Linked DNA regions of Mus musculus: region 1 is linked to region 2. The links are chromatin contacts, called in public Hi-C maps. All regions are on one chromosome and are shown on one strand. Each heading gives the region's core, a stretch centred on a gene start, on an enhancer-like site or on the middle of the called end of the contact. The rest is flanking DNA. Distances are from core to core; before and after follow the strand shown.

Evidence for each region. A called contact is a pair of places that touch in the nucleus more often than the background predicts.
Region 1: a contact with region 2 is called in a Hi-C map of cerebellar granule neurons, with 2.6 times the contacts expected there. The contact joins two enhancer-like sites. A contact is called at or near these places in 1 of 15 datasets of contacts at CTCF or cohesin (large pre-B cells) and 8 of 484 Hi-C or Micro-C datasets (cerebellar granule neurons, cerebellum, cortical neurons and 4 more).

What each region holds. Positions count from the first base shown.
Region 1 is chr2:94,745,679-94,752,274 of GRCm38.p6, forward strand. It overlaps Gm33540 (a long non-coding RNA gene), which reads left to right. Exons shown (of 3, transcript XR_374815.1): 2 at 4,018-4,046. Among named protein-coding and RNA genes, the nearest start is that of Gm13793, 18 kb to the left of the region's middle. Within about 2 kb of position 2,598, at least 3 of the 459 cell types and tissues checked have an H3K27ac peak or open chromatin away from gene starts, as enhancers often do. A contact at or near this core is called in cerebellar granule neurons and cerebellum, where this site is marked.
Region 2 is chr2:94,473,869-94,480,741 of GRCm38.p6, forward strand. No RefSeq gene overlaps it. Among named protein-coding and RNA genes, the nearest start is that of Api5, 39 kb to the left of the region's middle. Within about 2 kb of position 4,598, at least 6 of the 459 cell types and tissues checked have an H3K27ac peak or open chromatin away from gene starts, as enhancers often do. A contact at or near this core is called in cerebellar granule neurons and cerebellum, where this site is marked.

The DNA.
Region 1 (6,596 bases), core at 1,348-3,847, 270 kb after region 2:
TACCATTTCCAGGCACATAGAATATCTCCACTTACTCTTTGATCCCAAGGGTGAAGTCCTCAGATGTTCAGAGTAACTGAACTTGAGCTATACCAGAAGCTAGACTGGACCAGTACTTTGGGGGTGGTGTGTGTGTGAATGATCACTTTCTTCTGAAGCATAAAACAAAACATGTGGAATAGGAGCTAGCAGAGAAATGGATGGATGCTCAAGCATTGTTTTTGGAGTTGTAGAGATGGAAAAGCCTTAGCAGGACTAGAGGAAAGCAGAGCATGTAATATGTGGGACAATGGACTGTGAGAGGTAGCCTGGTCCTCAGTTGAGCTAAGGCTAGAAGCCCCAGAGACTCTAAATGGAGGAAAGGAGCTTTGCCTGCTTCTGGGCACCAGGTCCCTGTTACTGGCATTTGTGGCCATCAGTCATATAAGGCAACGCCCTAAGACCCTCCACATGTAGCCCTAACATCTCAGACCAAGACAATAGGAAAGAAGCTGTGACCACAGATCAGGTAGGCCAGATCTCCATTTTAATGAGGTACCTAGAGGCCTGGAGGATTTAGCCAATAACCTTTGCTTCCCAGACATTCTTCCCTGCAAAAGGTATTTAATCTCAGACCCACCCTGAAAAGTGGGGTATGGTTTTACACATCTACTTTCCACCATGGCAATAAATGATTTGGAACCTCAGACTGTCTCTTTTCATGGGGATCCACCATGGGAGAGCCATGGAGAAGGCCTTTGCCTACAGAGCTGCTGTCTAATCTCCTGTAGGCGGCCTCTCTACAGTTCCAGCCACGGACCACCACCAAGCCCAAGTCTGTCACTGTCAAGCCAAGAGACCAGCTGGATGTCCCCCGTCAGGCTCCCCCAAGCTAGGTCCTGCTCCTGGGTGCAGACTCCGTTCTCAGCTCTTCTACAACTTCCAGTGGCACCTGGGTGTCCAAGAGCCTGGGAACTCCGTGGCTCCAGCCTCTTCACAGACTCAGAGACCCCTGAGCCAGCTCTAGCTCTCCTGAGCCTCAGACTATACTTTCCTACCCCCAAGTGGTGCCTCAGTGCTTCTCTACAGCCCAACACCCACATGGCATGGCGTGGGATAAGTGTGGTCAAACTCCTGGCCTTCTGCCTCCTCAAGCAGCCATGCCCAGTGCCGAGCAGACACAGGATCCACAACCCTACAGTAATTTACATGGACTTGGAATGAAGAGGAATTCAGAAAAAATTCCATTTACATTGAAAGTGGTCTCCATATTGTTTCCTGGTTTTAGTACCCCCACAAGCTCATGACTCGTGCACAGCTGTTTCTTGTGTTGACCTTGTCCCTCAGGTGTGCACTGCAATAGCCTGGACATTTCCTGGGCATATGCACTGAACATCTTCCCATAATCATCTCCTCAAATTCTGTGTGCACAAAGCAGACACAGCATGTATTCCCAAAGGCAGTGAAGCCACAAATGTGGGTGTCATCTTAACCTGTTACCTTGTGTTCTCGCCACAGATTCACCGAAGCCCGCCAGTTTTCCCTCCTTGTATCTTCTTGACTCCATCTTCTCCCTTTGTCTCGATGAGAGTGGCTCTCGGCACCTCCTTTCTGCTTCAATGCCACTGCTGCCAGGCTGCCACCTGCTTCTGTCTTTTTCCCTTTTAAATTCACCCTCTGTTCAGGTACCAGAGTGACCTATGCAAGCATAAATCTTATCATGTAGTTCCCCCGCTGAAACCTCTCCAAGTGCTCCCCTGAGTGGAATAAAATCTATGTTCCTTGGCGTGGTGTACATGGCCCTCCATACCTGGCCCTCGCTTGTCTCGCTTGCTTGCTTCACTTCACTTCTGGCCTCTTGTGGTCAATCTTGTACAGAATGACTGACTTCACCTTCCTTTCAGTGTCTTGCTTCTGCGCCTTTGCTCTTGTGAGTTCCTCGGCAGTAGCCTTCCTTTGTTCTTACTGCTTCCAGCACATCTTTGAATATCCACATCACTGTTTACACTCTATGCAGAAAGCAGCTCCTAATGTGTCTATCCCCCTTCATGTTTATTCCTGTATGTCCTGTGAGTTTGTGTATATGTGTGCACTCATGCATGTGTGTATATTACTGAAACAGCTTCCTCTATACACAAATATTTCTTGTAGTGATGTGTGTGTGTTTGTGTGTGTGTGTGTGTGTGTGTGTGTGTGTGTGTATGCATGTGTTGGGTATGTTTTACCAAAACAACCTCCTCTACACACAAACATTTGTTGTAGTGACTCCAGTAAGCTACCCTAGAGGAGGAATTCTTTTTGGATTTTGGTGTCTAGAACTCAGTTGTAATTGGATAACTAGGAATAAATGAAGAGTGTCTTGCATAAGACATTCTTCCTATTGTCTTGAAATAGCCAAGGGCTCAAATGTCAGAGAAATATGGTGCAGGAAGTTCTGACCTCCTGTTGCTTTTGTACTGGTCACATGATAGAGACTCTTCTCTGATACGGAGGTGTTTGGAAAGCAGGGAAGGGAGGCATGTAGGGGCAGTTGGCATTCTCAGTGGACTAGAATGTGCACAGTAGAGCCAGATGAAGCATCAGTCACTGTGGACTAAATCAGATGAGTTTACGCTGTTGAATGCTTTAGAGGAGGGTTACCTCGGTGAATCCTGCCAGTGCCTGGCAAGTGGGACTGGCTTTGTGGAGGTCAGCAAGGCTTGAAATAGATAATAAGTGACATCTGCTCCTACCTTCTCCACATAGAAAAGCTCTCCTGGTCTGACTCGCATGTCTCTGAGCCAGATCTAGTTTGCAGATGGCAATGAGCATTCTAATGTTGCATGTAGGCATTTTAAGACAGGCTCTCATAAATAGATCCTGTGCCCTGGGAGGCATGCCAAAACACATTTCTGTGTTGACTGCAGAGATGCTTGCTAAAAAGCAAACAGCACATTAGCAGCCCTCTGAGTTCTTGTGCAAATGGACTGTGAAATTGTGGCTTGATGCTCCAAAGCAATAACTTTTTGTCTCCTTGATGATGATTAAGGGAAGCTGGGCTTGATTTGGCTGGGAGGGTGTGGGTGCCTGCAGAAGGGGCCCAGAAGGTACAAGTGGGTGCGACTTAGATGGGGCCACCTGAAGAAGAATGGCTTGACTGTTGAAGGCCAAGGAGAAGCAAGAGCACACCTTCAACTCAAAGCTTCATCTGACCTTCAGGAAATTGTCTTAGAGACTCTGCAACTTCACGTTTACCCACAAATTAACTGCCTCTGTTTGTTCCGGGCATTGGGACTGATGAAACAGCCAGGGGATTCTGACCACAAAATTATAATAAGCAGAGATATCACATGAAATTATTTAAAGAGCCATCTTGACATTAACTTGTCAGATGGAATGAATGAAATTGAACTAGTTTTTTTAAACAGTATTTATAATGGCATAGGTAGAAATTCAGGTGTGGCATTTACTCTGGGTTGTGAAGAAGATATTGTTTTCAGGAGATGTGTCTCTGCATCACTTTCATCCAAAATGTTAATTAACCAACAAGACACCCAGAAGGTGGGTCAAATGCGGGATCCAAAGGTAAAGGGTATAGTCACGATTTTCTTTCTTCCTTTGAAGAATCATTAACTGAAGATGTGAGAGGGTAGGCAGTTGGAACATCTTATTTTAAAGTAAAGAGATGTAAGATTTTTGTTTAGTTCCCATTCTTGTCTAGACTGGGCAATGTGAGATGTTAGGTTGTAAAAATAACATTATTCATAAGTGTAAATAGCATTATTTATTGGTTATCAAAGAGGCTTTTGTTCATTGGATATGTATATAATAGATGTGGATTCTTACTAACACTCATTATGGACCAGTCCTGGTTCCAATTTTCACTTATTCATGCAAATGTTTTTTTGATCATGAGGAAGAAAAGGAGTTTTTAAGCTTTTTGCAAGTAGTGACCATTCTGACTGATGAGATAAAAGAAAATTAAATTATGAGATACTAGATATGTCTTAAAAATGGTAACAGGGTCATTTGACTTGAATATTTTTCTTGTTTCTGCAGGAATTGTGGACACAGCAGCTGAAGCTGAGGTAGTTATGTCTTATGATAGAAATTTAAGTAAAGGCTAAGAGTGTTGTCAACATATCTCTTGACCATTGTATTCTTAATCCTTTGTATAAAATCTAATGCTTTTCTAGCCTTCTCACAATACAAAAGTCCTCGTGTGTGTGTGTGTGTGTGTGTGTGTGTGTGTAGAGGTGACTATTATTTAGGCACTATGCTACACAAGGTTAAACCTAGTCCCTAAGACATACTCTACCTACCTATTGAAACACTAGCTTATACACAGATGTGAACTAGATTAGAATGGACAGATTAGAATACCATTCCAACAGGAATACAACTCCCTGATGGAGGTACAAGCCTGTGCTGTCCTATGATAAACCTCACAAGTGGGCTGTGAAAGCAAAGTTTCTCCATTCTTGAAAGGAAGCATATCAGAAGGGATGGTCGCCTTTTTTTCTGTAGACACTGCTGCTGAGAATACGATGTTGGAAGCTACTGTGACCATCTTGCAACTCTGGAGGAAGATACTTTGGGAGAAGTTACTGGCATATGGATGTGTGGACAGATCTAGCCTGTGGTGATGTGCTGACACCATTGTACTGTCAAGATAGAGAATTAAGATAGAGGTTGCTCATCTTCAGGCCTTGAGGATTTTTCTTTTTCCGGTCTTACCTTTTTCTTTGACAGTTTTTTTTTCTGTACTTGCTGTGCATGAGGATGAGGGCTGGATTTAGTTCCCAGCATCTAGCATCCACACAAAAGTGGTGTATAGCCTGTGCATGCCTGTAACCCTAGCACTGGGGGGAGACATGAGGATCTCTGGAGCTTACTGACTGTACACCTTGCCAAAGAACAAGAGTCTCAGACTCACTGAGAGACCATGCCTGAGCAAAGCAAGGTGAGGAGTGATAGAGGACATGGGTTTCCTTTGGCTCAGCACGTGCGCGAGCACACACACACACACACACACACACACACACTCACACACTATTTGGAATACTTTAGCTTTTATATGTCAATTCTGTCATTATGATGTGAAAGCAGCTATAGATAATGCGGAGACAAATAGGCACGCAGCTCCAATAAAGTTTTACTTTACAAAGATAAGCAGTGGTGGGGTAGATGAGGTCCAACATGCTTCCATTTCAAAGACTTGAAGAAGGAAAATGGGAAGAAGAGATAGTAAAAGCCATCTAGATGTCCTATCAATAAAGCAAAAGAGCACATGTCTCAGGAGAATAGGGAAGGAAGATAAATCCAGTCCCTAGAAGAGGGCTCTGGAAAAAGAAAATGCCATAGAGTATAAAGGTGTTTGTGAAAAATTTAAATTCCTTTCATTTATTTGACATATATATATATATATATATATATATATATATATATATATATATAGTGCTTAATTATCATTGTCAAGATCCGAAGCTTCTCATACAGATGTAAAAATGTGTTCACTCTTTTAGAAAGTGCTCCCATCTGACCCATAATAATGTAGAATTGGTGTTTCTACCTTAGCCTGGGAGTCAATGCATGGGGCATATAAGCAGACAGCGAAAGCATGGTTTAAACGTTGTATAGTGGCCTCTGGTATTTACCTGGCCCCTCACTCTTCTTTAACTTTGATTGACTCCTCCTCTGCTTTCTTCTGTCTAATAATGGTCCTGAAATGCTCTACTTGATTTAGGTATCCTGTCTTTTTCCTTCCTAAGCCCTGTTTTCCCCCCAGATGATAATGACAGGCAAGTGGTAAAGATATATATATATATATATATATATATATATATATATATATATATATATATTTCAGATTAGCAGCTAGAGACCTCTTTTCTTCTTCTTTTTTTTTGTCTGCTCTAGTAAAATCCTGAGGAGGTCCTATTCTAGACATGGACATGAGACTTGTGAGTCTTCAGGGGTTTTGGCATGTCTCTGCCATTGCATTTAGTTGCCGAGTTCATTGTCACCACTATGTTTGGTCCTTCAGGGGTGATGCAGCTGCTGTGGTCATAAGCAGGAACAGTGACAGGTCTTCCTCCCTGCTTTCCTTCCCACCACTCTCCCTGCATCTGAAGCTGACTGTTTTGGTTCTAGTCAATTTGTGTCTGTCTCTTAGTAGGTGCAAATGCTTATTGGATGTGCTGGAACAGAAAACCTATGGTCCTTTATACATAGATGATACCGGAATTCTCTAGTTTGTCTGTTGTATCCTGAAAGAGGAGTAATATCAAGAATCCAAATGTCCTCTGCATTTATTTAGATTTCTAATGGCATAAGAGACCCAGAAGGAAAAGGTCTTGCAAAATGATCCACAGGCAGATAGAGATGATGTTAGGGAGGACCAGTGGTTCCTGGAGACTTATCACCGCACTACAGTGTTTCAGAATACACTGAATGTCCTTTTGGGAAGTGCTTATGTAGTGTCCTAAAAATAGGCACGAGAAAGACACAAGGTAAAAGAAGGAAAAATAAGCATAGAGTAGTAGATGTCTTGGGGAAAACAGAAATAGAAAATCCTATAGTATAGAGTTTATCAGGTACATTTTTATTGACAAGGACAATTTCTACTATGTAAATTT
Region 2 (6,873 bases), core at 3,348-5,847:
TTCATAGCAGGTTTCCTTAGCCCTTCCCAGCAAGAGGAACCGACCTTTGAACTCCTTGAGTTCCTCCTGTCCAGCCAGGCCTAAGATTCCCTCAGATCTTTCCCTTTCTACCTGCCACCTGAAGCAGCCGTTAGTTACTTATGCTTCTGTTCCTCTGTTCCCATCGACAACTCTTCAAGCCCCAGGCAAGTTCCCGGGAAGACGCCATCATTGCTTCTGCTAGACAGGTCTCAGCTTCTAGCTCATTCAAGCTGATGCCACTCAAATTCTGATTCATTACAAAATTTGCATTTTTGAGCCTACACTCAGATTAAGGCATGTGACACTCTTGTTCATCTCAGATGCCGAGAGAGGGGTAGGGCTGTGTCATTTATCCTGGTTTATTTATAATGGTGCTAGGGAAGACTTCATTAATTAAGCTTCTAAAACAGCCCCACTCCCTTCCCCTTCCCAGGAGCCCAACCATTGATTAGAACTGGGTATTTTGAAATCAACACTTGATAGCAACCTGTGGTAGACACTGGATTCATAAAAAGAAAATTTGAGGGGAGGGCTGTCAAATTTTGTAGGAAAAGCTTTGTAAATGAAAACACCCACTTACCAATTACAACAATTCTCGTTATACATCCTTCTCTGGTCAGTCCTGTATCTTTTATCTTTGAAGGTGAGTGTTAGGCTTTTAAAGATTCATGAAGGGTGAAAATCTTACTATTCAATGCAAATTCAAGACAAAGTGGGACTGTTTTTTTTTTTTTTTTTTTTTTTTTTAAAGACAAAAGAAGAATAGGATTGAGGTCAGCAGACACTGGAGGCCTGCAGAGTTTTGAAACGGAAGCTGGGAGCTGCAGGAGGAGACAGGGATGAGGAGGCCTGAGATAATGATTGACATATCAGATGCTTGAAGGAGGCGGCCTCCGGGGACACTGAGGGACCCTTAAGGAGCATCTGAAATAAATCTATTTACTCTCACTGAGAAAGTTAAGCATGAGACGAGGAATACCTGTTATGGTTTCAGTACGAGATCCCCACAGTTGTGTATGGAGTATGATAACAATTTTTGGGTGAATTTCATAGAACAATTTTCATAGAATCTTAGGAGATGAGGCCTACATGAGAGTCACAGGGCTATGCCTGAGGGAGGGCCTGATGTTGTCCAAGAACCTCCTACTTTTCTCCCTTCACCTCTCTCTTTCCCTTCTTCTTTCTGCATGGACTGAGAAGCCTCTGCCACACTCAAGCCCTGATGCTCTGCCTCTCTATAGGCAGAATCAGTGAGGCCAATGGCTGTAGACTGAGCCCTCTGCAAATTAGAGATAAAACACATCCCTCTCTTGCATTATTCCTTTTTTTTCTGTTTTTTTGAGACAAGGTTTCTCTGTGTAGCCCTGGCTGTCCTGGAACTCACTCTGTAGACCAGGCTGACCTCAAACTCAGAAATCCACCTGCCTCTGCCTCCCAAGTGCTGGGATTAAAGGCATGCACCATCACTGCCTGGCTTCTTGCATTATTCTTGTGTGCTTTGGTGGTTGAAAAATAGTTAGCATAAACCCTAATGTGGAAAAAATGTGTACATGATGCCAATTTGTGGAAGATATGACTCATTCTTTATTCTGGAGTAGTGATGATCTAAACTAAAGTAAACTAATTTTCATTGCTGTTGTGGCTTGAATGTGAACTGTTTCCGCATCTTCCCAGGTTTCTGTGCTTGGAGATTTGGTCCTCAGCTGGTAGTTAGTAAAATCTTTAGTAAATGGAGCTTTATGGGAGTAACTGGGGTGGACCTTGAAGTCTACAGCTATGCTGTGGCAGTTTGAATATCAATGGCCCCAATAGATTCATATGCTTGAATGCTTGGTCCATAGGAAGTGGCACTGTTAGGACATATGGCCTTATTGAAGTAGGTGTGGCTTTGCTGGAGGAATTGTGTCACTAGGGGATAGAATGTTAGGTTTTAGAAGTTCAAGTCAGTTTGCTGTCTGCTGCCTTCAGATCCAGATGTTGAACTCCTAGCTCCTTCTCCAGGACCATGTCTGCCTGCATGCTGCTATGCTCCCCACCATGATGCTAATGGACCAAACCTCAGAAACTCCAAGTCAACCCCAATTAGATGTTTTTCTTTATAAGAGTTTTCATGGTCATGCTGTCTCTTCACATAAAACGCTAAGACAGAAGTTGATACCAGGGGTGGGGTATTACTGGATAGGCTTGCCTGATCATACTTCTGTTTGGAATATGGACTTTGGAACTTTGTATTAGAAAAGCAGTTGAATGTTTTAAGTGGGGCTTAATGCACCATCTTAGTAGGGGCATGGAAGACAGTGGTGCTGAGGGTGACTTGAATTGTGGGGACCTGACTCAAGAGGTTCGGAGGAGACAGGTGTTAGTATGTAGGCTAGAGACTGTTTTTGTGATGTTTTGGTAAAGAATATGTCTGCTTTCTGCCTTTATTCAGAAAGTCTTCCTGAGGATACATTAAAGAGTTTGGGATTAATTGGTTTGGCAGGGGAAGTCTCAAAGCAGCCTGGTATTGACTCTGTCGTGTGGTTACTGGTGTTCACTCCTATACAGTTCTAAAATGAAGGAGAGTGAACTGGGCAAGGAAAGATACCAAATGTGCAGCTTGAGGGGAAAAGTAAATAAAATGGAGCTAAATCCTGTGTTTAAGGAGATAAATAGGTTTTAAAAATCCTGATGTTAAATGGAATAAAAGGATTGGTGATCACAAGGCAAGATCCTACTCAGCTAAGCTTCCAACATGTGAAAAAGAATTAATGAAAAGCCTAGGGCTGTGTTTTAGTGCACATGCATTTAATCTCAGAACTTAGGAGGCAGAGGCAGGAGGGTCTCTAAATTCAAGGCCATCCTGGTCTACAGAGCAAATTCCAGGCCAGCCAAGCTTAGTTAATGAAGAAAACAGAAAGCCGGTAAAGATGTAATTGAAAAAGGGGGTCATGTTCCAGCCTCAGGAAGCATCAGAACTTGGCAGCTTCAGCCATGTGGTTCTGGCTTTAGAGTCAAGGATAGAATAAAGTGGTTATGGACTCTCCTTCCATGACTAAGAAAAACTGTTGAGGTCAGGCATGTGGAAGGGGTGTTCTTGCTTGGAGGCCTAGAGATGCCAATGTGTGAAGCAATGAAGATAAAGCCTGGTGTTTTAGTTGAAGCTTCCATTGCTGTGAAGAGATGCTGTGAAGAGACACCATGGCCAATGCAACTCTTAGAAAGGACACATTTGTTGGAGCTGGCTTACAGATTCTGAGGTTCAGTCCATCATCATCACGGTGGGAAGCATGATGGCGTCCAGGCAGACATGGTGCTGGAGAGAGAGAGAGAGAGAGAGAGAGAGAGAGAGAGAGAGAGAGAGAGAGAGAGAGAGAGAGCAGTGTGTTGTAGTCAATAAAGCTGAAGGGAGCTGGGGATCTGGAGTGCTTTGACATCAGACATGCAGAGTTTGAAGTTTGCCCAGCTGGGTTTTGGTCTTGCATTGGTCCAGCATTTCTTTCCTGTGCTTCCTTCCCCGCTTTATAGAAGAGTAATGCGTACCCTGTGCTATTATATGCTGGAACTATGTGGTCTGCTTTTTAAAATGTGATTTTAGAATGGACTGCAGATAAGAGATTGCATAAATCTCAGAAGAGACTTTGATTATCGTACTTTTAAACAAGTTTGAGACCGTGATAGACTATGGGGGTCTTTTGCAGTTGGACTAAATGCATCTTGCATTATTATGGCTACAAGCCTACAGGAGCCAGAGAGTGGAATGTGGTGGCTTGAATAGGAATGACCCCCATAGACTCATGTGTTTGAATGCTTGGTCCACAGGGAGTGGCACCCTTAGGGGGTGTGGTCTTGTTAAAGTAGGTGTGGCTTTGTTGGAGGAAGTGGGCTGTGATGTCTCAGAAGCTTAGGCCAGTTCTCTGCCTGCTGCTGTCATGCTTCCCGCCATGACTGTGTGGACTAAACCCCTGAAACTGTAAGCCAGACCCAGGTATCTGTTTTCCTTTATAAGAGTTGTCATGATCATGGTGTCACTTCACAGAAATAAAACCCAATTAAGACACCAGCTTAGCCCCATTTCCTGACTGCTCTCTGCTTCTTGCAACATCACCAGCTCCCTCCTGCTCCCGTTACTGTGCCTTCCTGCCATGAAGGATGGTGGGCTTTCTTAAACTATAAGCCAAAGCAAATTTTTCCTCCATTAGGTTGCCCTTGGTCAGGGATTTGGTCATAGCAACGAGAAAAGTAACTAATGAACTTATTTTGTTTTCATTTTTTAAGTATCTGAGTCCAAAGGAACTTAGTCCCCAGCCCCCATTAAGCTGCTGTCCTTTTGCTTTTAAATAGGTCAGTCACCAGGGCTAGTGAGCCTTAGAGAACAGGGCTCCAGGATTAACCTGCCCACAAGGAAATTCTCTTATTGCCTTGGGCTTTCTTAACCTACTAGACAAAGGATGATGACAGAGTTCCATTTACTGTCCTGCAACTCTGGCAAACTGGGTAGATGGAGGCCAGAGAAGCACATTTCCTGTCCAGCCCAGGTCAGCAGGAGTCCTAGGAGGGAGGGTCAGGCCTCCTGTCTTTGGCTCCCACCCATGACTCCTGCTCTCCACCTGCTGCTCTCGGTTATGTGTTGACAAGCCGCTTTTGTTGCCTTCCTGAGGGAGTGCAGGAAAAGCACGTTGGGAATTCAGGAGAACACCGGGGCTCTAACTGCTCCTGAATGAGACAGAATTAGAAAATGGTTTCAAATTGAAAACTTAATTTTCAATTAGTGTACATTCAGGCAGGAGTGGGAGGGATTAGGGGATGGCAGCTTGTTTGGTTAACACACTCTTTAGAAGACACGCTTGCAAGCTATTAGTTAGCTTTCTCCTGGCTCCCCCCTCCCAACGCCTTAAAGTGCTCCCGGCTCCCTCACTGCCTGCTGCATGCTACATCCCAGCTGACTCATGCAGAAGGCAGCAGCTGTAGCCTCTGGAGGTGGGGTGTAGCCATGGGCTCTGAGGACACAGGTGAACTTATCTTCCAATGGGGCCACCTGCTTCTAAAAAAAAAAAACACTTCTGGAAAAACAAGCCAACACATTTCTCTAACATATTTGATCGCAGTGTTGGTTGATGGGCCGGCTCATCTAATAAAGACACCCGTTCACACTTAGGTTGTAGGAGTGCAGGACATACTGTTCGGGTCTGTTCTGCATTAACCTTATCCCAGTCTAGGGGCCCCTGAAGGTTGAGAACCATCAGAAACAAACTTGGCTCAGTGTTTCATGATGTGCCCAGGTCCAGACATCTATAGAGCCAAGGGAAAGCACAGTGCTGAGAACCAGAGAGGCACAGACACCCCAAGTCTCAAGATGATGGCTGACCACCAGAGCACAGGGGTGAGCGCTCTGCTGTTGGCCCTCTCTAATCCTATTTCCTGTAGAATCTGTCAGAGGCAGATGAGATTTTCAGGCTGTTAATCCATTGTCTTCTCAGAGTTCCAGCCCTTGGAATGAAGCAGATTCAATTCCCACCTACAAAGTAGACTCGATTCTCATCTGTTCTCTTTGACCTCTGCGGCACTCTGGGGTCCTGTGACTGCAAGTGATGCACCATTGGGTGAACCTGCTAAGGGTAGATTTAAAGTCTGTGATTTGTGCTGAGAGTAGCCCTGAAGGTCAGAAGGGCAAGAATGAGGTGTGACATTCAAGATATGGCAGTAGGGGCTGTGGGTTAGGACCCGAGTGGTTTTATCTGTCTTTTCCTGCCTTCTTTTCTGCTGTAGATAGTTCTGTCTTCTTCACTATCGCCGACATTTGTTCTTCTTTAGATTTATTAATACCCTCTGGCCTGGGGTGTTCATACAACCAAAGCCCGTTCGCCTTGGTTAGTTGACTTTCAGTGTTCAGCTAGATTCGATGGATGAATGAGCTAACTGTGGAATCCGCCTCTACCAGGCAGCTTCAGTAAACAAGTGAGCGCTCAACAGTGGATGTTTACAAGCCAAAAATCACAAATTCAGTCAGCAGAGCAGTAACTTCATTAGGCGCTTCCCTCTGCCGTTAGTCAGTAAGAGAAAGTATGGGGGCTGTGATTAAACGCGCTTTTCTTCTGTGGCAGGCCACCGCTGTCTGCTTGCTTGGCACGTGCCATTTTCCTTTCTCCTTCCTTCCAAGTCTTCTCACAGCAAAGCTGGCTGCGAAGTCGGGAAGCAAGCATGCCATCTTAGCGCTGACACGGCCGCTGGCTCGACTGATTTGTCACTACGGTTTTTCCTGACTCCTTCTTCAACCTTGGCTCAAATCCCGGGCTCTGAGCTCCAGGTGACATCTGCTCCCTACAGATTGGTACGAGCACATTCCAAGTGCCCTTACTGACGACTCTCATCAGTGAGTACAACCCCAGGCTAGTCTCTGCACCCTCTTCTCATAGGCATAGGTGTCTTTAGCCAGCCAGGTGAATCTCTTTTTCCTGTTAAACTCCTTTCTCTCTAGAGAAGCCATCCGAGCATGCTGTTCCTCCATTAAGTCTTATCATGGCGTTAAGCAAGGCTTGTTAATCCTTTCTCTGCTGCCTAGGCTACTTTCCAGGAAGTGCTGGATTTAATTGAAGAAAGGATGGGAGAGGTTCAGATGCCAGCCCAGTGTCTGTCAGCTTCCAGTCCAAAATAAAGGAGACTAGGAAGGAGGAGTTTAGAAAACAATACTCGACGCCAGACAAATATCGACAAATCTTGATAGCTCAGAAGCAATTGACTTTGAGAAAGTGAAACTTAAATCTAGACTCTTCTGGTTTTGAAAGGGTCTCTGAAGTCTTGTCATCTGCTCCTTTATTTTATAAATGGGCAAAGTCTGCGCTAGAAGAGACTGGAGGGGCTGCTCAATGATGA